Regions from separate parts of the Zea mays genome. Here region 1 is linked to region 2. Evidence: chromatin contacts called from public Hi-C data. All regions are on one chromosome and are shown on one strand. The core of a region is the stretch at or near the end of the contact, and the rest is flanking DNA. Distances in the headings are between cores, read along the strand shown.

Region 1 (4,869 bases), core at 756-3,255, 230 kb before region 2:
CAACCTATAGTACTAGACCGTTAGCAAAAGATCCTGATTACAACAGTACAAAAAGTAGTTAAGCAGGTACCATACTTACTTACTGACAACATGAGGCGGAAAGACTCTTGAAGCGAATGCCCTACGAAATATGTCAGTGAATTCAGCGCTTAATCCACCTATACCCAATTTTTCCAGGTTAAACTCTTTATGTTTGAAAAGCTTGCTGCTAGCAGCTTCCTTTTGGTTGATCACCTACAGTACAAAAACAGGATATTGGAGTATGTTACAATTTATAAATAATGCTTCTGCCACATTTGCAGTTAAAACGAATGATAATAACAATATAGGGGGCGTTTGAGATTACCTTAATTCCTGAATTAGGAGCAGCCTCAAATATGATGTATGTATCACTGGACAAGAATCCTCTATCCAATGGTGTAGAACTCTCTTGACCCTCTAGCAAAGCTTGATTGACGGTGAATACATAGTTTGTTCCATAAAATTCAAATGGCACCCTTTGCCCTGAGGTCATGACCTGCAACGTGTAAACAACCCCAGGGGACCAACTTATCGGGCACATAAGTACCAATAATAAAACTACAGCCATTGATAATCCAATAATGCACTAGTGGCATCTCATGAATAGCATACACTTTAAAGCTAACCAAGCAAAAAAGGGCCCTACTCAAAGAATTTAAGTAACCGATAGTCTCGTACCTGATTCAGAAACCTCTTACGGAGTTGTTGGGCAAGCACAACAGCATCCAGCTGATAAGCCAAGACAATGAATATCAGATGACACTGATCAATCATCAAGCACTAGTAGGATCTGCATCATAAACAGTCATAGCGTACCTCGTCATTTCGGTTGGCTCTTGCCTTGGCATAATCTAGATCTAAAGTGAGCAAAGCCAACTTGAAATCATCAGGGGGGACAAAACTGGACAAAAATATATATATTGCAAATAATAAGGCAACACAGCATCATAAGGATATTCATTCAGTGGACAGTTAAACTTCCAACCTGCTAACAGTAACAGAATCCCCAGCTGAAACCTTTGCCTGCCGACGCTGAATAGCATTCAAGGCAATGCGTCCACTTGCAACAGCATTGTGGTCAGTGGATATACGTTAAGGATCAAACGTAAGAGAAAGGTTAAAAAAACTTAGGAAAGACAATACATGATATTATCAAATCTGCATAGGATTCAGCTGTTCACAAAGTTGAAACAATGTTATGTTATTTTAAAACAACTAGATTTCTAGGCCACTACCCAACGGTCACAATGTGGTGAACCCAGTTCAAAGATCTACGACTGAGCACAACATTAGAATGATAATAGCAGTATAACACTAACATGCAAATACAATAAGGAAACAGATCATTATTCAATTATACACTCATAAAAGAATGATGGTGCATTTCGAAGTTAATTCATCATTCAAGGCTTTTACACTGCAACTAAATGTCATAAAACAGATCAAACGGTTCCAGTTAACAATTACAATGCTTGCTGAGACAAATTCCACAAGGACCAAAATTTCAGTGCAATCGAATTTCCAGGTTATCACCACAAGATCGCCAAAGCTCAAATATAGTACCAGAATCAAAACATCAACGCGCGGAATTCCGTAGACCCAGGATTCAAACTGAAGCTACACCAGATCAAAGCGCCAGGCAAGCTCTCGTGCGACAGAGATCTCAGAATAAACTGTGCAGACGAGGGACTACGAGACCGTCTACAAAAGGATATCGTAGGGTGAAGACCCAGGCGTCAGCGACGAGGGCGAGCCCGTTGGGGAAGCGGCGGAGGTCAGCGGGAGAGACGTATGCGCAGTTGGTAAGGGCCAGCTCCTGGTTCGGCGTGCTGACTACCTCCATGGACGCGCCCCCGTCCCCGCCCTGATCCTGGTGATACCTTCCCGCCATGGCCGCGGCGCCGCTGCGGTGGTGAGATCTCGCTCGCAGGAGGAGATCGTAGCGGTGCGTGTGATGTCCCGCAGCTCTGATGCCTGAAGGTCGAGCACCGCCGCTGCTGGCGCCGGATCGGCCGTGCCTACCTGACCGATACGATGGGTGACAGCGTGTAGCATTAATGGGCTTTTATTTGGGCTGGACTTGAAGTATCTGCGCATCATTGTTTGGACTACAGTTGCACGTCATGGGCCAAGGCAACAGGAAGATAAAGATTGGAACAACGTGGTGTATCGGTCCTTCGGTTTTCTGGTGTCCAGCAACCGATCAAAACACCGTTTGAAGCACCAAAAATGGTGGACGGGCCGGACGATCCACCCTCCCACGATTAGATTAGTTTAGGCCATTATTCTTATCTCGTGTGTGACACGTAAAAGTTATTGGCTATCGCTTAGAAATATGTCTAGACCTCATCCTCTATAAATATAATGGGGTACGGCCGATTGAGAACCACCGAACACATTCTAATCGAACCAATTACTTTCTTTATCATTTCTGCTCTAGGAGTAGATGTAGCGTAGTTCTAATTGTAACCTTTCGCACATTCACCTTCACCCCCTATTCGACTCTACGTCGTCTAGATCCGTCTTGGGTGGTCTGGCGACCCCATGACGACCCTAGGATCTTACGCCTTCCTGGGGCAAGATCTAGTTGTCCACCTATGGTCTCTTCCTCGAATTGATCTCTTAATTCCTATGCGACTACACGTCGTCTAGGGACGTCCCGGGTGAGCTGTCGACCAGGGCGCCCTAAAATCTCTTCCCCCAGGGGGCGAGATCTAGGTTCCAGCGAGGAGGAGGAAGACCCTACACCATAGCGGACCGTCCGGGCCTGTGCGCGGACCGTCCGATGCAAAGCAAGGAAGACGTTGCTCCTGCGCTCAGGTCACGGACCGTCCGCGCCGCCACAGTGGGCACCGCCAGGTGGTACACCCTGAGTGATTGGCGCTGCCCAGATCGAGGGCCAACATACTTTTTGGCGACTCCACTGGGGACGAGGTTGCAGATCTACAAAATCAGGTTTATATGTGAAAGTCGCATAGAGGGGGTGAATAGGCAAATCTGAAATTTATAAAGTTTAAGCACAACTACAAGCCGGGGTTAGCGTTAGAAATAAAAGCGAGTCCGAAAGAGAGGGTGAAAACAAATCACAAGCAAATGAAGAGTGTGACACGATGATTTGTTTTACCGAGGTTCGGTTCTTGCAAACCTACTCCTCGTTGAGGTGGTCACAAAGACCGGGTCTCTTTCAACCCTTTTCCTCTCTCAAACGGTCACCTAGACCGAGTGAGCTTTTCTCCTCAATCAATTGGGACACTTAGTCCCCACAAGTACCACCACACAATTGGTGTCTCTTACTTTGATTACAAAGATCTTGGGAACAAGAAATGGGAAGAAAAAAGCGATCCAAGCGCAAGAGCTCAAAAGAATACGGCAAAACTCTCTCTTCTAGTCACTATTGCTTTGAGTGGAATTGGGACTTGGAGAGATTTTGATTCACTCTAATTGTGTCTTGTATTGAATGCACTAGCTCTTGTATTGAATGTGTTGGCTGAAAAACTTGGATGCCTTGAAGTGTGGTGGTTGGGGGTATTTATAGCCCCAACCACCAAAGTGGTCGTTGGTGCGCCACCGGACACTGTCCGGTGCGCCAGCCACGTCACCCAACCGTTAGGGTTCGACCATTGGAGCTCTGACAAGTGGGGCCACTGGACAGTCCAGTGGTGCACCGGACAGTCACTGTTCACTGTCTGGTGCGCCTTCTGCGCCTGCTCTGACTCTGCCCGCGCTGTCCGCGCACTGTTCACGCATTGTTCACTTTTGCAGACGACCGTTGGCGCTGTTAGCCGTTGCTCTGCTTGGCACACCGGACAGTCCGGTGCTACACCGGACAGTCCGATGAATTATAGCGGAGTGGCTCCCCAAATTCCCGAAGCTAGCGAGTTGGAGTTGATCCACCCTGGTGCACCGGACACTGTCCGGTGGTGCACCGGACAGTCCGGTGCGCCAGACCATGGCAGCCTTCGGTTGGTTTTGCTCCTTTCTATTTGAACCCTTTCTTGGACTTTTTATTGGTTTGTGTTGAACCTTTGGCACCTGTAGAACTTATAATCTAGAGCAAACTGGTTAGTCCGATTATTTGTGTTGGGCAATTCAACCACCAAAATCATTTAGGAAAAGGTTTGACCCTATTTCCCTTTCAATCTCCCCCTTTTTGTGATTGATGCCAACACAAACCAAAGCAAATATATAAGTGTAGAATTGAAATAGTTTGCATAAAGTAAGTGCAAAGGTTACCTGGAATTAAACCAATTTACATTTTTATAAGATATGCATGGATTGCTTTCTTCATTTTAACATTTTGGACCACACATGCACCACTTGTTTTGTTTTTGCAAATTTTTGTAAAATTCTTTTCAAAAATATTTTGCAAATAGTCAAAGGTATATGAATAAGATTGAAAGAAGCATTTTCAAGATTTAAACTTTTCTCCCCCTGTTTCAAATGCTTTTCCTTTGACTAAACAAAACTCCCCCTTAATGAAATTCTCCTCTTAGTGTTCAAGAGGGTTTTAGATATAAATTTTAAAAGAGATCATACCAATTTGAAATTGTATCAAAAATAAGATACCAATTGAAAAACTTCTTTAATACAAATTGAAAGACTCATTTTTGAAATTGGTGGTGGTGCGGTCCTTTTGCTTTGGGCTAATACTTTCTCCCCCTTTGGCATGAATCACCAAAAACGGATACTTGTTAGTGAAATATGAACCCTTTTCAAACTCTCTCCCCCTTTGGCAAATAATATATGAGTGAAGGATTATACCAAAGTGAAGAGCGATGCGGAGTGTCGGCGAAGGATAAATATTACAATGGAGTGGAGTGGAAGCCTTTTCTTCGCCGAAGACTCCAT
Region 2 (4,928 bases), core at 1,340-3,839:
TCGGTGGCTCTCAAGCCCCCTACGGAAGCAAGGAGACGTCAGCAAGATCCATGCAGTGCCAACAGCTGTACTTCTACAGGGCACATGCACTTCTCCGACGGACACATCAACACGTGCATAGCGATCAGGCACTTCCCCGCTGGCCACGTAGCGCATAGCTACACCCCCATTGTATAGCTGGGCCATCTCCTTATGTCTATAAAAGGGGATGTCCAGGGGGAAAGAGGAAGGAAGGAACGAACGTACGAATACACGAACGCACGGCAAAGGGATGGGAGAGGACGAGCAGGGCCAGACCCTCTCTCTCTCTCGCCCTCTCGTACTCGCACTCTCGCTCTTGCCTTCTCGCAACGCTTGTAACCCCTACTACGAGCACCCTGGTGCAGGATAATACAAGGCTCATCCCTCCCTTGTGTTCCATCTCGCACCAACCCATCTAGGCAGAGACACGCAGCGACAAATTTACTCGTCGGTCCAGGGACCCCCCGGGTCCGAAACCCCGACAATACCTTTTACTGAAAACAAAAGCAAACGAAAAATAGGGGTTTCAAATCCACATATACCAATCTTGGTGCTGCCATGTTTGAAAGAAACGCTGTATAGTAGAAATTGCTAGAATTAGCGTGGTTTTAACAACTATATATCTATCCTATTCACATGTCTGAAACCAGCAAAATAAATTGCCGAAAGAATGAAAAGGGCGGAGACCTTTACGGAAAACAAAAGCAAACGAAAAATAGGGGTTTCGAATCCACATATACCAAATCTTGGTGCTGCCACGTTTGAAACAAAAATCAAACAAAAAAGGGGCATTTCGAGAATCGAACTCGAGACCTCTCGCACCCGAAGCGAGAATCATACCACTAGACCAAATGCCCTATTGGTAAAAAGCAACATTTTTTGTAATTATGTGTGGGAACAAGTGGACTTAGTACATTTTTTGAATCCATATATATCAATCTTGGTGCTGCCATGTTTGAAAGAAACACTATATAGTAGAAATTGCTAGAATTAGCGCAGTTTCAACATCTTTATATCTATCCTATTCACATGTCTGAAACCAGCAAAAACAATGTTGTTTTTGCTTTTTTAAATGAAAAGGGAGGAGACTTTTACGCAAAACAAATTAAAAATAGGGGTTTCAAGTCCACATATACCAATCTTAGTGCTGCCACGAATCAAAAGAAGGGGTATTCCGAGAATCGAACTCGGGACCTCTCGCACCCAAAGCGAGAATCATACCACTAGACCAAATGCCCTGACATTAGTATGATTAATTACAATATTATTAATGCGCGCCTAGAGAAGTGACATGCACGACGGCAATTTTCTATAAATTGCAAATGCCGAGTGTCAACCCTGGCTCGGCCCTTTTTGCGCTGCGATCGTTACCGACACCCAGCGATCCTCGCGATGTTTACCTGCAGCCTTTGTAGTTTGTATAGGCGGTGGACGGAGTGAGTAGTGACGGTCAGGGAGAGTCGGAGAGCCACGTCAGCCGTCACGAAGCCTGATAACCAAAATCCTTAGGGCATGTACAGTGGGTGTTTTAAGTTGTGTCTTACAGTGTGTCTAGGGGGGTGAATGTAAAAAAACTCAAGACACGTATCTTGACGAAGACACAGTGTCTTAGCTCTATGTTCGAGACAGGAGACTAGCTGATTGGTCACTTTAATTTATTGAATGCTCTGATTGGTACAATGAATATCGTAAGACACATGTTTTAGACATGACCATTATATTATGTTGTGTTTTAGTTATATCTTATACTTGGAGTACCGTGCAGCAGTATCTGGGTTGTACATGCCCTTATTGCACGAGCACAGTGGAAAGACAAAAGGTACAATGCTACCCTCTGGTCTTCCGGATCACGAATTTCAACAACCCACCGCCCGTCGCCTGCTCGGTGCAAGTTTTTCCACGCTAGCGATTTGCAGTTGCTTTCCTCGCGCTGGGTCCCGCGGACGCATGTGTATTCTACTATTCTTCCCCAGTCCCCACACATGCGGGGCCACGAAGGCTATGGATCAGGCTAGAAGCCTAGAAACCTGCTCGCGGAACCTGTTTGATTTAGTTTTTTTTCAGACGAGTTTTTTTTTAAAATCTGGATGTCAAAAGAATCTGAGTATTATAGAGATTATATACAAAGAAAGATGAAAGAGTCTATAAAGCTTAGCATCTAAAAAGTGATTGATTCATTATATCGCTATGACTCGATCGATTATACTTTTATATTGATTTTGTACGATTTTCACTAAAATGATTCTTGAAGAAGCAGGCCGAAAAACTACGCGTTTAGTAGTCCGTAACAAATATGCCATAAATTTTAAGTTCAAGGATAAATAATGTACCCGTACACCGAACAAAAGTTCAATGGAATGCCCTAGTGAGTGTCAGGTTTTACCCCACCTGACCTTATCTGTTTGGGCTTATATCTAAACAGAATCCACGGAAACCAAATTTCAGAAGGAAAAAAAAATCTTTCTCGGCTTAACTAAAAACAACAACAAATCGACGAAATAAACTGTCATCTATAGGAGACGGTACGGGGACACCACACGCTCCCCGCACTCTCTCTCTCTCCCTCCCTCCAACTCATTGGCAGCAGCAGCAGCAGCCGCAGCCGCGAGGGCCAAGCAGTGGGGGGACAAGGAAAAGGGCCGACGAAGAGGAAAAAGGAAGAACGCGTCGCGGAGCCATGGGGCTTGGCCTTGGCGTGCGGGCGGCGCCCTTCACGTACGCGGCGCACGCACTGGCCGTCGCGGCGGCGGCCATGGTTCTCGTCTGGTCCATCCAGTTCCGCGGTGGGCTCGCCATCGAGTCCACCAACAAGAACCTCATCTTCAACGTGAGTACTCTGCCTCAGTGTGCCTCTCCCCTCCCCGTGCTGTGCTGCCCGATTGGATAAGGCGCTGGCTGCTTCGACGCCGACAAATTTTTTTTTCTTTTTTTGAGCCGCGTTTTTTCTTCTTTTGCTCGCTCTTTTTTCCCCCTTTGGTACAGTAAAAGTAAGATTTGAAGTCACGTCGACAGTGAGTGTGTATAGACTGCTTCAGGAGCTAGGAATTGAGGAAAATCTAAACCTAGATCATAGAGTTATTAAGCAAATGAAATGATATAGTACTGCAGTGGCCTTGATGATGCGTTTAACCTATTTGCTGTTAACTTTAGCTTTGGCGATTTCGAGAATTGCTGCTTTGTGGGATGTGAACTCATTATTAATTGTGGGAGGTTAACTCATTATTAATCTCTCCGCATACGAAGGCTCTGTTTCTGAGCGTGTAGTATGGGCATGACCTTCTTCGCTTCAGTTAGAGATTGTGGATTCTAGCTTTCATAACCCGTAGTAGCGCTTTTTACCCTAAATTGCACAGTCCAGGTCGCCGGTCGCCCAGATTCTAGAATCCAACAATCCGCTCAAACATAGATTTTACAGGATTGTGGCAAACTATAGTGAGACAAAATAAAGAGAGAAAGGCCATAAGCTAGAATCCGCAAACAGGCATCAGCCTTTGGACCTTCAGTTTTCTGCAATCCAGGACTTTATGCCGCTATTCAGAATCTCTACCTCAAACTAGCAGAGCACGTAATTTGTGTTTATTTGGCTTAAAGTTTGTAGGCGAAGTTAGTTACAAAGCATTTTGCTGCACATGTACGTTTCAAATCACAAATCCCTATCTATTGTTTCTTTAACATAATGGCAGAAGCTCAATTAAGAAGAGAGCAAATAGAGTTAGCTACAGAAGTGTTAAAAGAGCACATGACAATGTTTATCGGTTATATTATTGTTTCAAGTTAACCATTTATTTGGTCTGTACAATTTTAGTGAATCAGAATAATAAGTTCATTTACAGCTTTTAAGAGTCCACCACATGTTTAATATTGCAGGTTCACCCTGTTCTTATGCTTATCGGTTATGTTATTATCGGCGGTGAAGGTAAATGATGTAAATGCTTTCAGGCTTCTCTTTTCTGTTACATGACAAATTTTAGTTTAGTGATATCTTGTCCGTGTTGTCAGCTATAATGGTGTACAGGGTACTTCCAACATCGAATCATGACACAACTAAGCTGATCCATCTAATTCTCCACGGGATTGCACTCGTCCTTGGTGCGGTTGGAATATACTTTGCTTTCAAAAATCACAATGAGAGTGGGATTGCCAATCTTTACAGCCTGCACTCTTGGATTGGGATAGGAACAATTACTTTGTATGGTATTCAGGTAAGGCCATGCATGTGATGGCAAAGTTAGGTGTCTTCTTTGACTATGATTTTGACACACTAACAACACTACTGCATTTATTTTGAATGATTTGTTTTTTTATTGAACAAACCAGAGATATACTGTGTTTTTTTTCCTTCAAAATATAAACTTTGCATATGTTGCCGGTAGCTGGTGAGCTTTATACTTGCTCTTCTTAGACAGTTTCTGAAATGAGAAACTGCATTCTAGTGTGAAGTGAACACTCGTATAGTTATGCAGTGATAGAATGACCTTATATTTGCCTTATTGATCACAGTGGATAATTGGATTCGTCACGTTCTTCTTCCCTGGTGCTGCGCCAAACGTGAAGAAGGGTGTTCTTCCTTGGCACGTACTCTTTGGGCTCTTTGTCTACATCTTAGCACTGGCTAATGCAGAACTCGGCTTTCTTGAGAAGCTCACTTTCCTCGAGAGCTCAGGTCTCGACAAATATGGCACAGAGGCATTCTTAGTGAACTTCACAGCATTGGTTGTCGTGTTATTTGGTGCCTCTGTTGTGGTGGCTGCTATAGCTCCAGTTCGCCTTGAAGAACCACAGGGTTATGATCCAATTCCAGAAAACTAGCGCAAATGAAATGTACAGCGTATGCAGTTGCCAAGATTGGCTGTTACCACATGGAGATAAGATATTCATGTCTCTTTATTGACGAAGAAGGTGATGGA

Evidence for each region. Hi-C and Micro-C count contacts between places; a contact is called where the count stands out from the background.
Region 1: a contact with region 2 is called in a Hi-C map of leaf, with 6 times the contacts expected there. The contact joins the promoter of LOC100193565 here to the promoter of ZCYB in region 2. A contact is called at or near these places in 3 of 25 Hi-C or Micro-C datasets (ear, endosperm and leaf) and 1 of 3 datasets of contacts at active chromatin or transcription factors (leaf).

Annotation. Positions count from the first base shown.
Region 1 is chr4:153,473,157-153,478,025 of Zm-B73-REFERENCE-NAM-5.0, reverse strand. LOC100193565 (Vesicle-fusing ATPase) reads right to left here and starts at 2,005. Exons shown (of 21, transcript NM_001358831.1): 1 at 1,737-2,005; 2 at 1,007-1,102; 3 at 838-922; 4 at 700-750; 5 at 347-517; 6 at 80-234; 7 at 1-4. The coding sequence starts at 1,912.
Region 2 is chr4:153,243,731-153,248,658 of Zm-B73-REFERENCE-NAM-5.0, reverse strand. It overlaps ZCYB (Ascorbate-specific transmembrane electron transporter 1), which reads left to right and starts at 2,589. Exons shown (of 4, transcript NM_001147459.1): 1 at 2,589-2,848; 2 at 3,889-3,937; 3 at 4,021-4,223; 4 at 4,522-4,928. The coding sequence starts at 2,699. The coding sequence ends at 4,830. TRNAP-UGG (transfer RNA proline (anticodon UGG)) reads right to left here and starts at 1,259; the gene lies at 1,188-1,259. TRNAP-CGG (transfer RNA proline (anticodon CGG)) reads right to left here and starts at 878; the gene lies at 807-878.